2 separate regions of the Danio rerio genome follow, and region 1 is linked to region 2. The links are chromatin contacts, called in public HiCAR-type maps. All regions are on one chromosome and are shown on one strand. Each heading gives the region's core, a stretch centred on a gene start, on an enhancer-like site or on the middle of the called end of the contact. The rest is flanking DNA. Distances are from core to core; before and after follow the strand shown.

Region 1 (3,911 bases), core at 1,050-3,549, 140 kb before region 2:
AGCTGCAACCCAGTACTGGGAAACACCCATACACTGTCACATTCATTCATACACTACAGCCAATTTACTTTATTTAACTCACTTATACTGCATGTCTTTGGATTGTGGGGGAAACTGGAGCACCAGGAGGAAACTACACACAGAGCTGGCCCAGCCAGCACTCAAACTAGCAACCTCCTTGCTGTGAGTCGACTGTGCTAACCACTGAGTTACCGTGTCAAATTATGTCACCTTTATTCTTTTACACTGCCTTTATAATATTAAAATGTAAATTAAGTTTACCTAAAGGACAATAAAACTGGCTGAGAAAAGTTAAACAAATCATATTTAGATACCATAATATTTTGGCTGGGCTAGTTGGCATTTCTGTTTGCATGTTCTCCCCATGTTCGGGTGCTCCGGTTTCCCCCACAGTCCAAAGACATGTGCTATGGGTAAATTAAATAAACTAAATTGGCTGTAGAGTATGTGTTTGTGAATGCAAGAGTGTATGGGTGTTTCCCAGTGTTGGGTTGCAGCTGGAAGGGCATCCGCTGTGTAAAAAAAAAACATATGCTGGATAAGTTGCTGGTTCTTTTTGCTGTGGCGACCCCTAATTAATAAAGGGACTAATCTGAAAAGAAAATGAATGAATGTCAAAAATTCATGCTTGGAGTAATGCTTTTTGAGTATTTTTATTATTATTTGCCATCTTAAATGCAACCATGGTAATGCTGACAGAAACACAAATAACAACATGGCAAGATTCAGTAGTTGTGAGTTTGAAAGTACAAAGGTTATAGTTTGCTTTGTTCTTGGTCACATTTTCCAATCAGGTTTCAGTAGTTAATGTTAGGTAATGTATTTAACTCATGATGAACAATATTTTATTAATCATAGTTCAGCATTTATTTATGTATTAGTACCATGTAGGGCTGCACAATTTATCGTTTCAGCATTGATATCGCAATGTGTGCATCTGCAGTAGACACATCGCAGGAAGTCAAGCAATTTCAAGAAAATTTAAACCATTTAGACACCAGAAATTACAAAGTTTGCCTCCTCCGAGAACCATAAAGTACTGAATGTTTGATGTTTTATTATTGTTTCTGTCATTTATTTGTTTTTTGTTTTTATAATTTTGTACATTTTATACAGATGCACTCCCATGAAATCATCCCAATCAATGTAAAACGATCAGTTCTTTTTAAAAATAGTGACCTTGTGAAATTATATTCATATTGCAATATCGCAGAAAAACAAAATATCTCAATGTCTGTTTTTTTCCAGCCCTAGTACTGAGGTAACAATGGACAGCGTTATTTCCATTAACTAACATGTATAAATACTGTAATAAATGTACTGTTCATTGTTAGTTCATGTTAAGAAATAATTTAACTTCCATTAACTAATACAACCTCATTGTAAAGTATTACCTTTTATTTAGTAATATTTCATGTAATATTTTCCTGCTGAAAAAAAAAACAGCTTAAACCAGCCTAGGCTGGTTGGCTGGTTTTAACTGGTTGACCAGCCTGGTTAAAATGTAACCCTTTGGCCATTTCCAGGCTGGTTTAAGCTGGACACAGCTGGTTTTGGCTGCTCATCTCCCAATCTGACCAGGCTTGAAATGACGGAAACCAGCCTGGAAATATGCCCAAACCCCTCTAAAACCAGGCTGGTTGACCAGCTAAAACCAGTCAACCAGCCTAGGCTGGTTTAAGCTGGCTGTTTGAGCAGGGTTGTCATCAAGTGTTTTCTATTTTTATTAATATTTATTTAAGATTTCTGAATTTATAATCAAACTATTTTATTTATATACTACTGTATATAAATAAAGTGAAAAAATAATCACATATGAATGAGTACATTTTAGAGTATATGCTTTAAATATAAAATAAATAAAAAGAGGTGCTTCCATGGTCCATACATGTGAACTTTAAAAGGAATTGAATTGACAGATTATTAAATTTATATTTCATAATAAAGAGATAAGAGATTTTTGCCATATCGTCCAGCCCTGTGTCTCACTGTTATGCTGTTGTTCAGTCACTGATTAGATAAACAGTGGCTGAGTATCTTAATAAGGTACATTCCTTTCTGCATTCATTGTGTTCTTGTGTGAACTATGAAAGTTTCCTTCACAGGTAACGGAAACGACTTGATGTTCTTGCTCCAGTGAAGTAACTTAAGGAACAACAGAGGGGAAAAAAAACACAAAGGCTGCCATGACAGCTGGAAAAACAGCGGTGAGTGGAGATATTTCTGTTGTACGTGAGCTGCGCTTGTGACTCACTTTGTAAACAGTTTAGCCGCTAACAACCACTTGCTGCTTTGTTTGCTTTGTTGTTACTTGTGGTTGGTTATGGCAACATATTAACTGCTGCGTAGCTCACTACAGATTATTCAAAACTGCTGAATGATATAATTTCCTCTCGTATTCTTAGAGATAACATATTTAAATCACGCCTAGCTTCAAAGAAATTCTCAGTAAGTGTATGTGTACTGAAATATCCTCTTAGCAACATAAGGCAGAAGTGAAACTTTCTGTAACTGCAGATTTCTGAGCAGAATTGTCTGTAATAGCGAATATTGTCATGCTGTACTTCCTCATTTTGCAGGCAGGGGGAGATTATGATTCATACAATGATAATCCCACCCATATGATGTAAATTACGGGTGACCTGGGGCATTGAAACCCTCAGATGTCATCACACAAAAGGAGTTCCTCTCATATTATTTACATAAAATAAGCACGGCGAATCCCAGAATGCAATTTATTGTGCTACGATATACAATTTAAAATCTTTTCTTTTTTTTTTTCTGCCCTGAGAGATGTTGCAGCAGAGGTTCTACATTGTTAAAGGCATACGAAATCAATTATGTCATATATTTGCAGGCGCACGGCCATCATGCAGGAAAATGAGAAAGGAACTTTAACAAAGACAGAACATGACAACATGGCCAAGCTGTTCCAAGAGGACTGAGAAAACAGCTGCATGTCAGATGAAGAAAGCTTTACTGAAGAGAGAAATACAGTATGTCTGTAGAAAATCTTTGCCTGTAGAAAGCCTTCGTAAGAAGTGCTGTTGCATTATTATTATTATTAATAATAATAACAATAATATTGTTAATATTGTTAATAGTGATAAATGTTAAGTGCACTTTCTCCCAAATCTATATTTTAATGTAATATAAAATTACAGTAGGCCTAATATAAACCGAAAAAGCTATTTTTAAAAAATATTTGTTATATGTTATATTGAAAAAAACCAACATGGGCTCATTCTGAAACCGTAGCCCTATATAAGTTTCTGGAGATCGCGAATTATGTAGCCAGAAGTACGTTTGGTTGCGTTTTGTCTTTAAAACAGGCCAGTATGATGCTGTTTCTTTTCGCGCTATGGCAGTTAAGTGCTTACCTTCATATGGACGGCTTTCTTGCTGTGACCATTTTGACCAGTGGCTTGCAGTGTACGTCGACGTACTTGAGATGCAAAAAAGAGCTGACTGCTACAACAGGGTTCAAGTCCATCAAAGAGCGGTTCCAGAAAGCAGGTAAGGCAAAAACAAAAGCCAAAAAAATTAAATAAACAAGTAAATAACAGGATGAGAATGTGGTAAAATCTGAAAACGTGGTAAAAATCATGGAGATTTTCTATTTCTGTATTGGTTTTCAAAACACTGTTGGTTGCGTTTAGGGAAGTGGGTGGGGGCTGGTTAATTGGTGCTTTTTAAAACACTTTCGGTTGGGTAAAGGGAAGGTAGGTGAGGAGATTGGTCGGTCGGTCAGTCAGTCAATCGACAGTGGCCTCTGTTGGATTTATGTGAGAAGAGCAGCATGGCATGCGCAAGAGAAATCTGAGATCTCAAAAAACATACACAGCGGCCTCTGGTGGATTTGCAAAAACTACAAAAAAAAAACCTTCTGG
Region 2 (3,811 bases), core at 1,242-3,741:
TTTATGTCACAAATTATTTAATTTTTTCCACTCAATTCAGAATCTGCAGCTCATAATTTTGACTTCCTCACAATTCTGGCATTTTTTCAGACAATTTTGTTTATAATCATATTTTTTGTGTGCTGTTATCAATTATTTGAATAATTATTAAATATTTTTCCCCTTTTAAACATATTCATTTTGAACATAATACATGCTGTTCTTATAACTTTACAGATAAATTGCTCTCACAATAACATCTTAGTCTACTAAAAAAAAGAGTGAACCACTGTTTTAGTGAACTGTTGTGCTTATTTTGAACTTTAAACCATATGTAATGATGATTCATTGCAAAAATGTATCATTCAGCAGTAGTACCAGCACTGGACTAAACAGGTCAAGACCCGAGTCAGTTGCTGTGAGTTATCTCTGTGTGTGTTTCCCAAGATTTACGCGTCTTTTTCACTCATTTGTCTGGATTTCTCTGGACAGAGCCTGACCCAGCTGACCTGCAGTTACGAGACGGAAAATCAGACCCGTTACCTCAGCTGTGACCTGGGGAACCCCATGAAGTCGGGCACCAGCGTAAGCAGCTTTATTTTACTCTGCTTTCTGTTTGTGTTTACATGCATGAGTGGCTTGAGAATTCACGTTGGGATGACTGAAGAGCACATTTTATCAAGGGTATTTTCATCAGACTGCTTTGCCAGTGTGGCTGACAATTATTTAAGCTATTTTTCATATTATTTCTTATAATATAATACTTTTTGTGTCACTGTTTTGGTGGTATATTTGGCGTACCTATGTATGTTTGTCAAATGGACGTCAGAGTTTTGATATCAAATTGATTTGCAGTGTTTTAACGTGTTTTTTGATTTTGATGTCAAGGTGAGAGCAAATATTGATACTCTCCAACAGCGGTGTGATCACATAGTTATAGTTATAGTTATGCTGAGCTCTTACATTTTATCTTGATTAGATTTTTTTTTTTTTTTTTTTACAATCAGTGTTGCCAGATTGGGTGGCTTTGAATTTGATTGTGTTGCTAAAGAATGCTATAGGCAGGATGGCATAATGTTGGCAGTTTTAAAATGTAAATTTTATATGCAAATGATTTAACAAAACATAACTGTGTGCTCCTAGTCCATTCTGTTATTAGTGACCAGTGCATAGGGTAAACTGCATGAACCCACCCTCAAGGGGTGGTGAAGGAAAGTTGTATTAAAATTTGACTACCCTTAGCGTACAAATGCGTTATGCAGTTAAACTCATGCTGTTAAACTCGGTTTAATTAAACTCAGTTTATCAGGACAATTTTTATGAATTTATACAGCATTTTTGAAAGTAAAACATACACTAATAGGTAGTGTAATCTACAGTCCACCACAATAAGTGCAGCGTGTGGGTGAGATGGGTGCAGTGTTTCGATGTGATCCAGTTATATTGTAATTTTATTATTAGTGTTCTGTTCTCTGGTGACTGTTGGAATTGGTTGCTGTATGGTTAAAAAAATGATAGTTAAAGAAACTAGGCTAATTTTTTATTTACATAAATTTAAATAAAATAAAATATTAGTCTATTATTTGCCCGTTTTTTTTTTTTTTTGTGCATTTGGGTGGGTTTTAGACAGTTTTTGGACTGAAAAATTCAGCTATATCTGGCAACACTATGTATTTACTAGGGATGGGTACTGAAACTTTATTGTTATTGGTGCTACATTATAAAAGACAGAAGTATCGATAAGCTTTGACGTTAACGGTTCTGCTATCGGTACTGGAGAATTATTGCTGAATAAACATCACTTACAGTAGCACAATTTCACTGACCAACCTTTTCTAATTTGCCATATTTGATATTTGTCTGCACAGTTGGCAGTCTCGCATAATAAATGCTTTTATTTCCGGTGAGCGCGTCAAATATAAAAGCCTTCACAGTTGTGGGCTGTGCGCGCGCATTCAGTGAAGGCTATTGCCAAGCGCACACATACAGCTCGCGACACAGACTCATGTAATAATAAAAAAGATACACTCAAATAATTTTTGCAGCTTCTTCAAATTACTTTTTAAGGTATAAAAACCTATTTAAAATGAACACAATTCCATTTTTTGAGACAATTCAATTGTTTTATTTTAAGTCCACTTGAATGTGTAAAACCAATTAATTTAACTTAATTTGTGTTAAGACAATGGGAAGGGATTGTGTGGAACACAGCATTTTTTAACAGTGTAGTGGAATTACTCAATGAGTGCAGATCACGACCTTTTGAGTTTGTGATGTCCGTACATAACATTTAATTAACCAGTTTTCCAATGACAAATGACCGGAAAAGTCATGGAACTGCTGACTGCTGAAAATGAGCATTTTTTTCCAAACAAAAACCAGACCTTACTATGTGTCTTGTTAGTCATATACGCTTTATTACTCATCTAACGTGTGTTAGTCAGCTCATAGTGCTGTCTGGGGGTCTTGTTAGATCATGTTTGGACGGGCAGGAAGTTCCCACCAGCGATGCAGGAAGTGACTGTCATTTTGGCTCTGCCCCATTACAGACTGGAGTTCCCCATTACAACATGGCACTCTGTGAAGGTGGAGTGATTTATGGCTTTTTTAAATGTGTCTGTAGAGATGGACTATAGTTGGTTGAGTATTCAAACTGCTCAATATGTGTTTCCATACACCTCTGTTTATTTTTGTAGTCACTTCAGGGCAGGTTATCTAGGTGTTTTATTCAGCTGTTTTACTATTAACGTAATTTTAGCCCATTATTTTTTATGGACCACCAAAGAGGTTCCTCAAAACGACTGGGCTCTATCTGTAATCTTATCTTGTGTAATGAGAAATTCAGAAATCACACACATCACACACACACACGTTCATTAACACCCACACACAAACTCTCACACAAAACAGCTGCTGGTATGGGGTCTTAGGTTTTTTTTGAGCATGTGGTGTGAACATAAAACCACAAATATAAAATGAGCGCTGGATCCCCCATGCAGTATGTGGTTGGTAGGAGATTTCAGCACTATGGGACTGAGGCTTGTAACTAGTGGTCAGGGTTTCTGTGGGTTTCACCAAGTCAGGATCGGTGAAATGTTTCAAAATGTTCATTTTTGTAACATAAACTATGACCCCGTTTACACGAATATATTTTAAAATGCATACGTTTTGCCCCAGTTACACCTTCCATCCACACTACGCTGGTATTTTTGAGCACCGAAAATGGAGCTTTTTGAAAATGTTGAAGAGGCCATTTTCATCTTGAAACGCTGCTGCTCTGTTTCAGTGTAGATGGGGGAAAACGGAGACATCTGAAAACGGAGGTGGGGCTGCAGACATTCTACTATCTGATTGGGGCTTCCTCCTCAATATTAAGTAGCCTACACAAAGTTCAGTCTTGCATCCTTTCTTTGTAGGTTCTGACTTCGCATTTTTAATATGGAAAACAAACTCCCGAGGACATGTCGGGAGGATCTTCAAAAAGAACACTGCGCTTTATAACCTCATTCACATCACCCTGGCTACGTTGTTTTACTTTCTTAACAATAAAATGAAAACATGATATAAGGAACTGTCATTTTTCATTTTGATATTAGCAACTTAAAGGCACCAAAAATGTTGAGGCGTCATGTAGCTACATATTTATATCACCGTCATCTTCATTGTATGCATATTTTTAACAAAACACAGCCTATAACATTACTGCCTCCTTTCATTTTTATTGAAAATATGAAACACACCTTCTCTTTTGCTGAATATCAGTTTTAATTATACCTGCCAGCACTCACGTTTTTCCTGGGAGTCTCCGGTATTTCAGACCCATCTCCCACCA

The links. HiCAR-type assays count read pairs that join an accessible place to other places.
Region 1: a HiCAR-type map of caudal fin shows a contact between it and region 2, with 4 times the contacts expected there. The contact joins two enhancer-like sites. A contact is called at or near these places in 4 of 18 Hi-C or Micro-C datasets (caudal fin and embryo) and 1 of 4 datasets of contacts at active chromatin or transcription factors (caudal fin).

What each region holds. Positions count from the first base shown.
Region 1 is chr23:36,571,074-36,574,984 of GRCz12tu, reverse strand. LOC137489140 (a long non-coding RNA gene) reads left to right here. Exons shown (of 6, transcript XR_011008495.2): 3 at 2,127-2,228; 4 at 2,879-3,017. Among named protein-coding and RNA genes, the nearest start is that of csrnp2, 40 kb to the left of the region's middle. Within about 2 kb of position 2,299, at least 11 of the 62 cell types and tissues checked have an H3K27ac peak or open chromatin away from gene starts, as enhancers often do. A contact at or near this core is called in caudal fin, where this site is marked.
Region 2 is chr23:36,426,596-36,430,406 of GRCz12tu, reverse strand. itga5 (integrin, alpha 5 (fibronectin receptor, alpha polypeptide)) reads left to right here. Exons shown (of 30, transcript NM_001004288.2): 21 at 472-564. Among named protein-coding and RNA genes, the nearest start is that of itga5, 88 kb to the left of the region's middle. Within about 2 kb of position 2,491, at least 20 of the 62 cell types and tissues checked have an H3K27ac peak or open chromatin away from gene starts, as enhancers often do. A contact at or near this core is called in caudal fin, where this site is marked.